Regions from separate parts of the Sus scrofa genome. Here regions 1 and 2 are each linked to region 3. The links are chromatin contacts, called in public Hi-C and HiChIP or PLAC-seq maps. All regions are on one chromosome and are shown on one strand. The core of a region is the stretch at or near the end of the contact, and the rest is flanking DNA. Distances in the headings are between cores, read along the strand shown. Region 1 overlaps LOC102158243 (a long non-coding RNA gene). Region 2 has its middle 120 kb from the start of ZNF608. Region 3 overlaps LOC102158243 (a long non-coding RNA gene).

Region 1 (3,489 bases), core at 625-3,124, 130 kb before region 3:
GAAAGCCATGTGCACAGCTAAAAACTAGAATTTCTTTTTCCACATGAAAAGGAAAAACCAATATGAGGGAGAATGTCTTGAGCTCTGTAGTACACTCTCACTTCTTTCTTTGACCTGAAATATATATTCATTTATACTTTCATTCATTCGTTTACTTACTCAAAAATTTTGTTGAGCATCTATTTGTGCCAGGCTGGATACTAGTGACAGAGGAAAGTGGTTAAAAGTTGAATCTTAGAAGACAGCATGGGGGCAGGCTAGAAAGACCACGGGAAATTATAGTAGACCTTCAATAAATTTAGAATAAACTGTCCAAAGAGATAAGGTGTAGACATTGAGGAAAGTACCCGGAGGATATGAGGTGATAGGTAACCTTGGTTTTCTAAGGATAGATGAACAGAAAAAGAAGGCAAGTATATTTCCAAGTTAGACCTTATACCATGAACGGTGATTTTTAAGGAATATGTGGAATTTCTGCAGCTCTGTTAGAATTATTCATCAGACTTGATGGATAAACCACAACCCAGCCAACTGTTTGGTTAAACTAGTTAGTGATCTCCATTAAGTCCCCCACACAATTGTTTTGGCTGCAGCCATCAGAGCTGATGATAAAGAGACACTGATAGGAATGGACTGGCTCTGTTGCAGCTCGGTTCACCAGCAGACATAACCCCAAAGGCAAAAAAATATACCAGCTGACAGAAGAATCAGGCACTGTCTTTATGTTCCAACCCTTTAGCCCCACACCCATCCAACTGAAAAATCCCCCATCTGCTCTCAACCTCTCTGCTCAGCCAGTCATGTTGCACCAGAGACCCTCCAAGTCAGCAGCTTCCCAAACTACTCTGGGATTATAGAATTTCTTCCCCCTGAAACCTCTACCCAGCTTTGAGAAAAGATTCCCATATCCAGTAACGCCTTGCTCATCTTTTCCCACCAAAAAAAAAAAAAAAAAAAAAAGTTTTTAAAAATAAGAGAGATCTTTGGGAATCATTTTGAGCTTTAGAGAACAAACAAAAGGATCTCCCAAATTGGGAAATAAAGACATATTCAGACTTTTCAGATCCACCGTCTAAAGTCACAGTCATACCCCTCCTACAAGGATGGCTGTCACTGTCACCGTGCTGACCCCGTGGTGCAGCTTCTCCTGAAACAAACAAAAAAGAGCTGTGTGATAAATCATATCTGCAAGATGTGTTTCATATGTCAAGCACACATTGCTTCTAAATCAAATGCTGATACATGACTTATTCCGTCAAAAGTAAGCAGAATGCTGTAATTTATAATCATCTCGAAGCACACTGCAGAGAAAATGAAAGCAGACCATTAAATTTTAATGCCTGTTCGGTTCTCTGAAAAGAGTGTTTCTGGCCACGTTTGAAGCAGGGTTTGAAGCAGGGTTGCTCACACCATTTTGTACGCCCCCGCCCCCCCAAAAAACAGTTTGTGTTTGCCAACATTTGTGGAAACTAATTGCAAAAATGATTTAGCTGTCAAAAGCTGCCATCAGTTGGGAAGTTCTCCTGAGCACAGGAGGTGATGGCAGAGGCACAGGAGCAGGTCCTATCCAATGCCCCACCCCCATTTCGCTTTTTAACAATTGTCTGTTGTGCAAGCCAGCTCCCCGCAGCAGGGCTGGGAGCAGATATTCATTGGAGTGTCATCTCCGCTTAGGCTCTCGTCCTGCACACCTATTCATCTGTGTTAAGTGAACAGCAGCATCAGCTCAAATTAAGCTGGCTTGAAAACAGCCACTGTTAATAATTTCTGCTGTGATTCAACTTAGCTTTGGCTAACAGGTGAAGATGTTTCATAACGGAGGCAATTACAGCTCTGAGAGCGCTTTCCCACTGCCTGTTTAATCAGAGGAATGGAACACTAGCTCCTCGTGTGCACGGGGAAGGGCCAGCGCAGCCACCATCGGCTGCATTCGTTATCTGCTAGATTGAACAAGCTGCCTGCCGGGGACAGATGCTTAGTGCAGTGATTAGAATATAAAGCAATTGCAAAGGCTGAGGGGAGTGGAGTCAGTCTCCTTTATCTCAACTTACTACAGGCTTTTCTGGTCAGATAACTAGTCTTCCAAACCGGTCTCTTTTTGTAGATGAGAAATCATATGTATATCACTGCATGAAGACTTATACATATTCATTCATCTGTGCCCGGTGTGAATTTTCCATTTAGAGTAGAAACGGTTATTGTTTTGCTCTGTTTTGTTTTGTGTTAAGGCGGGGGATTCTTCAATTCTGTGCATGTTCAGCTCCTTTTATAAGTAAATGTTTATGACAGGGAATATAGAGAGGCAGTAAGTATGAAACCAGTACAATAAAAATGCTTGCCAATTTTTCTTGATTATTTTCAGAGATGGCAAAATCTGATGGTTTACTGATTTTCAGACAACTTTCATATTTAGTGTTTTTAAAAAAGCCGTAATAAGTGAAAACTTCAAAATATATAACCCTAGGTTTTCACTTACATTAAAAGGAAAAAAAATTGAAAGTATGGATATGTTTTACTACTTTTTACATTATAGAGACAGCCTATTTCCACATAGAGGGAAATCTATTATTCTAGCACAAAGTAATTTTTCACGTCAACACTGCGTAACTTTAAATTATAGCAAAAACCTAGCTGTGTACTTCCTAATTGTGGGGATTTTCAAATAGTTCTTTTCCAGCCAAACATTTTTCCTCTTCTGCTGAAAGAAAATCAAGCAGTCTAAATTGAATTTTTATTCATTACAATTTCCTGGAATGTAGTTCTTAATGGTTTCTGATGTGCCTAAAGGCATGAACCTTAAACTACAACACCCCCCACCACCCCCCGCCCCCCACCCCACCCCCACCAAGGAAGAACTAGGAAAATGAAAAAGACCCTTTTTGTTACTGGTATTACATTTCCATTGTATACGTTAATCTGCTTTCAGAGTATTTTCCCGCAGTTTCTTTTCCATGGAGGACCTTTAATAAAGTCCTTGGTAGGTTGTACTTAACGAGCAATTGATTACCGAGCTGCGTATCCCCAAACTGATCATGTTTCCTACAAACAGCAAAACAGCAGAGAGGGGCGGAGGGAGGGTGGTGAGCTATACGCTTACTTTTTATTTTTAAAATGTTTTAAGAGCTGGGAATGGGTCTGCTTTCATAACACCAAGGTTATACTTAGAGCAATCTCTTTCCATCTAAGTTTTTAATGGAGAGTGTGGTATTCTTCATCAATTATTTAACAGACTTTGAGGCTCTGTGTGTGTGTGTGTGTGTGAACATTTGTGCTTAAATTGGGGGATATAGAAAGAAACAGGAAAAAAAAAAAGAATGATAGTGTTTCCATTGCTAAATAGATGGTTCCACACTGTGTTTAAAATACCTGCTTAACAAGATAGTGACTTGTCTTTTTGAAGAGGTATTTCGCTCCTCATTCTTGAGAACCATCCATCTAGCCTCATCTTGGAATAGTCTCTGCAAGAATCCACTGCCCACTGAGTTTCCC
Region 2 (3,887 bases), core at 219-2,718, 140 kb after region 3:
TATAGAGGTAAAAGTCCATGTCCTCTGGTTCTGTTTGGGGAAAGAAGACCTGTTCAGTTTGGCTGGAACTTAAAACATATATAAGGACATAAGGGAAATGAGTAAAGAGATGGAAAAGAGCATCAGAACTGTTTAGTATTAGTTAACTCTTGTTACATAACAAATGACCCAAAACTTAGCTTCAGGCAAAAAATAATAATTCCATCAGAGTTTCTGTAGAGACACTCCAGTCATAGTCTCTGAGTCTGGAGGCAATCGCCTAAGGCTTGCCTGGGCTTGGAAGTTCCATTTCTCAACTCACTTGTTCACTTCCATAGGGGCCTCTCCACAGCTGCTGGTTTACCCTGGAGTAGGTAATGAGAGACATTGACAGAGACAGAGAGAGATCAGAACACAAGCTCCGGAGCCTTTTGCAGCCTGGCCTTGGGAATGACTACCATTGCTTCTACCATATGCTATGGGTCACACAGGGCTGTGGATATCAGAAGGTGGGATCGTTGGGCGGAAGGGCAGTGTGTTTCAGAGTCTGACTAGCACAGCCACCCCTACAGTTGTGCAGATGGGGCCCTGCATGTCCCTAAGGAGCTCCATGCGTATTGTAAACATGGTGGAAGAATTTTTGAGCAGTAGAGTCTATGAACAGATGAACAACTTTAGGCCTCCCACAATGTGCTTAGTGACATCTAAACTCATGCAGTAGATAAATGACAGAATGAGCCAATGGCAGGGTGAACAGCTGGGAGGATACTGTGGGGTCCAGATGAGGTCTAGTAAAGCCTCTGTTGGGATGGAGGTGGTAGGAGGGAAAAGAAGGGCTGGATGCCCCAGCCAGGAGCACAAAGGCTGAATCAGCAGAACTTGGTAGCTTCCTCCAAAATAGTTCAAGCAGAGGGTGAATGATATCTAAAGTGCTTGTTCTATGCATATGAGTATGTGAAAGACACTCAATATTTAATACTGAGGTGGCTGCCAAACAGAGAAATGATTTCTTTATAAAGATCTACAAAAAGAAGCAGAGTTTCAAGGACTAGCAGCTATGAGCTCATTTTCCTTGGGGTTTTTTTTTTTTTTTTTTTTTTTTCCCTAGGAGGTCAGCCAGTTTCATGAAAGCAAAGAAGGGAGAGGACAGACTGCGATGTACTCTTTCCAATCCCATTATTCACCGCCAGCACTTTTCACTCTTCACCTGCTCCGAAAGCCAATAAGCCAGCAAAGCCCTGGGCTGGGGTCCAGAACTGGCATTCACTCTCACCCTTGGACGCGAGTCAGACCAATTATAGGTTGTGAAGACAGTGCAGGTTGTTTGAAAATATTAAGTAGGTCAAATCTTCCCATGAAACGTAGGCTGCCAACTTCTTTATTAGTAAGAAGACCATTTATTCAATTATTCATGTATTTGACATCTGTTTCTGGAGTTCAAGGCAGTGTGATGGAGATTTTGAGTCTAACCAAAATGAGTCAGAGGCCCTGGCCTCTGGGGACCCACAGCCTACAAGGGAGATAGACTCAAAAGGCTAAGACAGGGCAGCAGTGTGACGTGCCGTACAACACAAATTTCACAGTAACACAGTTTAAACAGCCCATTGACATTTTTTTGGATCTCTCACTGGCAGCAAGTTTTAGGAATGGTGAAAAATGCAGTAAGACATTGCTGTCAGCTGGGAACCAGTGTTTCCGGGCCAGCATCCAACTGCCAAGCTGGCCCTTGACACTATATATAGTTGAGGTGTTCCAAAACTGTGGTCCAAGAACTTGAAATATCACACCCCCTTTGTTATCATGCTCAGAAAAATTAGTTAAAATCACAGCAGTTCCTTGGATGAACAGAGCATTAAGACTGTCTTTCCTGAAGAGAGCAGGGAAAGTCATCCACTTATCCAGAGATAAGCAAAAATACCAACGTGTGCCAGGAGGCAGGCAGAAAGACGGAACATCACGAGGGACTCCCAAGGTCAGGGGCAGGTCAACACCACTCTGCAGGCTGCTCTGGCCCTCAGGCTGATGAGTATGGGCAGCTTCTCTGGGAGTAAACTGAGCTGCGACGGGGCGGCGGAAGAGAGGAGGCGCAGGTAGCAGAGAGTGTTGTGAGTTGGAAAATGATCACCTCTGCAAAGCCACGAGAAAGGGGAAGGGCCAAGTCCCTTCTTTCCTACAGGAGGATCCTCTTGCCAGAGTCTGGAGGTAGCTTATAAGATGGACCAGCTGAGTGTCCCAGTGAACATGCTGAGAGCAGGACCTAAATAGTGCTATGGGGTATGGAAGCGTTGGTAGCATAGTTTCATGGATGCACCAGAAGAGGTGCAAAGGCACCAGCAGGACCTCTTGTTCTTAGCTGGTCTAGATTAAGGGAAGAAATCACTACCACAATGAGGTGATAATTTCTTCCATCCAGACTAATGTCCCCTCATGGAATTTCCCAGAGCATCTTCCGTTTACCCATCTCACAGCACAGGGTTAGCACTGCCTCCCTACATGTATGTGCTTTCTCCGAGACAACAGTCTCCTTGAAGTAACCATTATTTCTCTATTTTCGTTACCCAAGACAGTGTTTAGCAAATAGGTATCATTACATGTTTGCTAAACAAGAGTGATGAGATGCTTATTGGGTTTTGTTGGAGTGGGCTTCGGTGTGGGAATAGCAGGACATTAGCTTGGGAAGACGGAGGGAGCCTGTGGTGTACATTTACCATTTACCCAGCATCTAACCCCCACTCCTCTTCTTCTGAGGAATTCCCAGTTTCCTCTATGGAATCCACCACTTTTGAATCATGGAAGGCGGCGGACCCACCTACCGTTAAAGACGGACAGTTTGCCAATCGTTCTTTCCCAGCCTGCCTAGCAGCTTGGGCATGGGTAGGTGACCTAAGGCTCAACCCCACTCCCTTGATTTTGGAACAGGGCACTTGTAATAGAAGTAGCAGGGAAAGAAAAATATCCACAGGGGTGCTGGTGACACCTGCAGAATTTCATGCTTGTGGCAGCAGCAGGGCGATGGCTGCTGCAGAAGTCAAAGCTTGTGGCAACACTGCAGTGGTGGGAAACCCGTGTTCTAGCATTTGGTTGCAGCAGCAGTGATGTCCTCATCCAGCCAGGTCCTTGGCATTATTTTGAAACTAAGTTCCAGCAGCATAAATTTCAGAGCCTGGTTCTCTAGCCCTCTCAGCAATTCTGTGAGCTGCCCAACATCCTTTTTTTAGAATTTTTTTTTTTTTTCTTCAATCAATCGGAGTCAGTTTCTGGGACTTGCAATGTGGAACCCTGACTGGTAGAGGACTCGATCCTGGGGGACTGGGTTAGAACTTTCCAGTATTATCTTCAGGCAGCAGGGAACCACTTACAAGTTTTAAGGGGATTGTGGCAATCACAGAAGTGTTCTAAAGAAGATCAAACTCTCTGCTGCATGTAGCACAAAGTAGAGGAAGGTAAGCCTGGAGGAAGAGCAACTAGGTAGGAAGCTTTTGCACCTATACAGGTGAGAAGGAATGCAGTAATGAGGGAGATTTGTAATCGCTCAGATGGTAGGCAAACAGAAATAAGTCTGTTTCTCATTCCCTTCCTGATTTTTCTCAGGGACTTTATTTTAGCAAGGGAAAAAAATGAGTTTTAATGGAAAATGCATTCTTCAGATCACACCTTTCCAGGTTATCTGATTCTAGTTTTTCATTGTCTTTGGTCTATTTTACAACTCTGTAATTTGCAGACAACTGATAGCAATGCAAAATAATTTTTGGCTACAGTTGTATAAATTCTGCCTAGTGGAAGTTCATATGGAAGAGGCCAGGATTTGGGGTGTTTTTGTTTTGTTTTGTTTTGTTTTGTTTTAGGTTGTTTTATTTTTCATTTTTTAAAGTTTTATTGAAGTAGAGTTGATTTACAATGTTGTATTA
Region 3 (3,454 bases), core at 515-3,014:
ACAAGGTATCCATTGCTCTCCACTGTCCTCTACTGTTCTTATCCAACCATAAGGCCTCCTCCATCCCCACAGTCCAGTCCTTTCAGGGGCCCAGAAATTTACATGCACCTCCTCTGCACCACTCTGGGGCCATTGGATGAGATGGGTTGTCCTCAGCCCTCCCTGCCTTGGTCAACACTACACTATCATGCCAATACCAGCTGTTCCAGGACCAGACAGATCTTGAGGCTTAGAAGAGGTGAAAGTGTCCTGAAGCTACCAGAGAGTGAGCACAAAGTCTGCAGCTCTCAGAGTCCCCCAAATTTATACTTGCAAACACACCCACACACGGACTCACCCTTGGGATTTGACCTCACTTCTCAGGATCCCAGAAACACCTAATTAAATAGCTGACAAATGTAACAGATAATTATAGATCTTAACAACAGAGAAACTAGGTAAAGGTATGTAGAGATTCTCTGTGCTATCTTTGTAACTTTCTCTAAACCTAAAATTATACCAAAATTTAAAGTTGACATAGAAAGTAATGAGAAGGGAGTGGTGGGTGGAGGTATGGGAGGGACAAGATTAACTGGGGACTGGTAGTTGTTGAGATGGGGTGATGAGACGGGAGGTTACTATGCTACTCTGCCTATTTTAGGTTGTAAGTTCTCCATAATTAAAAAAAAAAAAAGATAATTTAAAATGCATATTATGGTATAGTCCCTTCTAAAGACTCTTAAAAGTCTACATAAACTTTAGAAGCCAGTAATTTGACACTTTATTCTCTCTGTAGAATTTTTACCATCAGGACTCTAGTGTTTAAATCACAGGGCAAAGAGAGCAAATAGGAAGAACTGAAAAAACAGCAAAGTTGAATATTATCCAACTATGCAATTTGCTTCTGGTGTTTGGTTTTGCTATTAGACCATCTCACAGCCCTTCTCCTCCCTTTGTATTTTTTAAATTTTTTTTCATCTCCATTTTTACCACTGTTTAGATCTCTACATGTGTCACTTGGCATAAGGTCCCACTGCAATATAACAACACATCCAAATAATCATTGCTTAAACAAGATAAAAGCTTGTATCCCTCATACATAAAATCAGACTGGAAGTCAACAGTCCAGGACTTTCATGGCATCTCCACAGCATTCTCAGTGGCTTCAGCTCCTTATGGTCCTTATCCCTTAATTCCTAGGATGTTGCACTTGTCACCAGGCTTACAAGATAGCCTCTGAGCTCCAGCCATCACACTCACATTCCAGGCAGCAAGAAGGCAGGTCAAGCCACTTACCTTTAAGGAAATGTCCCAAAAGTCCCACAGAATACTTTTGTAATCTTTCATTGACCAAAACATTCTCATAGAGCCATTCCTAGCTGCAAGGCAAAGTGTGGAAAATAGTGTTTTAATTGTACCCTGTCTGTCCTCTATAAAACCAGTGTTCTATGAGGGAAGGAGGGGAGAATGGATGTTGGGTAGGCAATTAGCAGCCTCTGCCACAGTCAGCCGTGGGAAAAATCTGAACATGCAGCGGCAGAGCAGCCCAACCATGACTTATGCCCAAATTAATTACCCGGCTAGTGCAATCAGCAAAGATCTGGAAGTATCTGTCATCCCACATACGCTGCTGACTGGTTTATGTTGATTAGTTTGACTGAAAGTTAAAACTAGAAAACTGCGTGTGGATTCACTCTTCCCAGCAAGATACCATCTATCAACACAGAGGCCGATATGTGTGCATTTGTGTCAGCATCGCGTAGGGCATGAGATATGCCTGCTGTGACTATGATGTCCTTTAAACCTAAAATGGAAGCATTACAGATTCCTCCTGGCAGCCCTCTTGACCCTGTAGGAGACCTTCTGGGCTCCTGGCCAGTCTCCAGAGATTCCTGTCTGTCTGCCTGCAAGGAGACACTTTCTGGGCTCCCTGCCCACGTTCTAACCTGCTGCTCACTGGAGTAGAGAGCCATGTCTATTTGGGTCAGTCTTGACTGATTATCCTGTTGCCTTGAAGTAAGTTCCCTTGAGTGCTCCACATATAACTGTGTCCACCACACGTCTGCATGCCGGGTGCCGAGTAAATGCAGTGAGGTGTGGTGGAAAGAGCATCTGAAACATGAGACTGAGGACTGAGTCTGAGCAATTCTCTGTCCATGGAGTGAGACCTTAGGCAATTCACTGAGTCTCTAAGCCTTGGTCTTCTCACATGCCAGGCCAAGATATCGCTACCTCCTCTACTTTCCCTGCAAGCTGATTGTGAGGTTGCTGTAAGATAGTACATGTCAAAGTCAAGTACTTTATTGCCCCTAAATTGGTTATGGTTAATAGTGTTGATCTAATGAAAATGTGAGTTTTTGAAAAAAGAGAAAAAAACAAAAACAGTGATAATGTGGTTTAAGCCCACTAACTTTGACTTTAGAAAGAAAAAAAAGAAAGAAATATAGTAACTAGAGCCAAGTCTGCAAGGTAAAACAAAGACAAACAAACAAACAAAAAAAGAATTGGTGAAATTATATCAGCCCCAGAAAGGAGAGATCCTAAATGATTTGTTCCACGGAATAAACTCCTAAGGTTCTACCTCCATTTCCATTTATTATTAACTATTCCTTCCATGGAACACTAATCCAAAGAGTAAATGTATCATTAAAGACCCTGTTCTCTCCAAACTGGAAAGGTAGAATAAGTTTTATTCCTTTTAACCAAGTCAGTTTTAAAATACAGGAAATTCCTATCTCAGCTGCAAGGACCAAAACCATCCACTTAGAATTTCCCTGCTCAGTACAATCCCCAAGGACCCACTTCTGCTCACATAAGTATAAGCCTTTAGGCACAATATGTAAGCAATTATTTGTATACACATAAATCCAATTTGGGGTCAGGTGAGTTTTGTTGGTGTGACTGTGTATGTAAATATATCTCTATATACTGAAGCCTGCAGGTTATAGTTTTTTAGAAATATCAATAAGGAACAATTTTAAATCCTTTCATTTTTGTCAAAGGAGCTTTATTGTACACAATGTAATATTAGAATTTTCTTTTACTGGCTACCACTTTAATGTTGACATTTTTATCTGGCGTTGGATCCAAAGAAAAACTTGTGATTTGACATAATAAATTGCTCCCCATACATGAAATGAAAATCACGTGGGCTCTGTTGGTCAGATGGGGGTTTTGCAAGGTCTCACTTTAGAGGGTGGTTTCTGTTGGGGGCTGAAGAATACCATCTCGTGACCTCACTGCAAAAGTCATTAAAGTCAATAAGCAGATTTGCAGACCATTCCTGAACGTTTCAGCTGACCCACCGCTGGAGCAAAGGACCTCTTCACTGTGAAGTAATTTTTCCTGATGAGATAACAAAAAATTTCTTCTTCCAACTTTCCTAAATCTAGAACTTGCCTGGTATAGAAAACACACACACACACTGCAAAAGGAATTGATTCCAGATGTGAAACAGGCCTCGCATGACAGTGTC

The links. A called contact is a pair of places that touch in the nucleus more often than the background predicts. HiChIP or PLAC-seq counts read pairs in DNA pulled down with a chosen protein or histone mark.
Region 1: a Hi-C map of psoas muscle shows a contact between it and region 3, with 2.3 times the contacts expected there. The contact joins two enhancer-like sites. A contact is called at or near these places in 2 of 47 Hi-C or Micro-C datasets (fetal heart ventricle and psoas muscle) and 1 of 2 datasets of contacts at active chromatin or transcription factors (skeletal muscle).
Region 2: an H3K27ac HiChIP or PLAC-seq map of skeletal muscle shows a contact between it and region 3. The contact joins two enhancer-like sites. A contact is called at or near these places in 1 of 47 Hi-C or Micro-C datasets (liver) and 1 of 2 datasets of contacts at active chromatin or transcription factors (skeletal muscle).

The regions. Positions count from the first base shown.
Region 1 is chr2:128,550,031-128,553,519 of Sscrofa11.1, reverse strand. The region is part of intron 10 of LOC102158243 (a long non-coding RNA gene); the gene reads left to right. Among named protein-coding and RNA genes, the nearest start is that of ZNF608, 400 kb to the right of the region's middle. Within about 2 kb of position 1,874, at least 16 of the 83 cell types and tissues checked have an H3K27ac peak or open chromatin away from gene starts, as enhancers often do. A contact at or near this core is called in skeletal muscle, where this site is marked.
Region 2 is chr2:128,277,177-128,281,063 of Sscrofa11.1, reverse strand. No RefSeq gene overlaps it. Among named protein-coding and RNA genes, the nearest start is that of ZNF608, 120 kb to the right of the region's middle. Within about 2 kb of position 1,468, at least 14 of the 83 cell types and tissues checked have an H3K27ac peak or open chromatin away from gene starts, as enhancers often do. A contact at or near this core is called in skeletal muscle, where this site is marked.
Region 3 is chr2:128,418,916-128,422,369 of Sscrofa11.1, reverse strand. The region is part of intron 10 of LOC102158243 (a long non-coding RNA gene); the gene reads left to right. Among named protein-coding and RNA genes, the nearest start is that of ZNF608, 260 kb to the right of the region's middle. Within about 2 kb of position 1,764, at least 7 of the 83 cell types and tissues checked have an H3K27ac peak or open chromatin away from gene starts, as enhancers often do. A contact at or near this core is called in skeletal muscle, where this site is marked.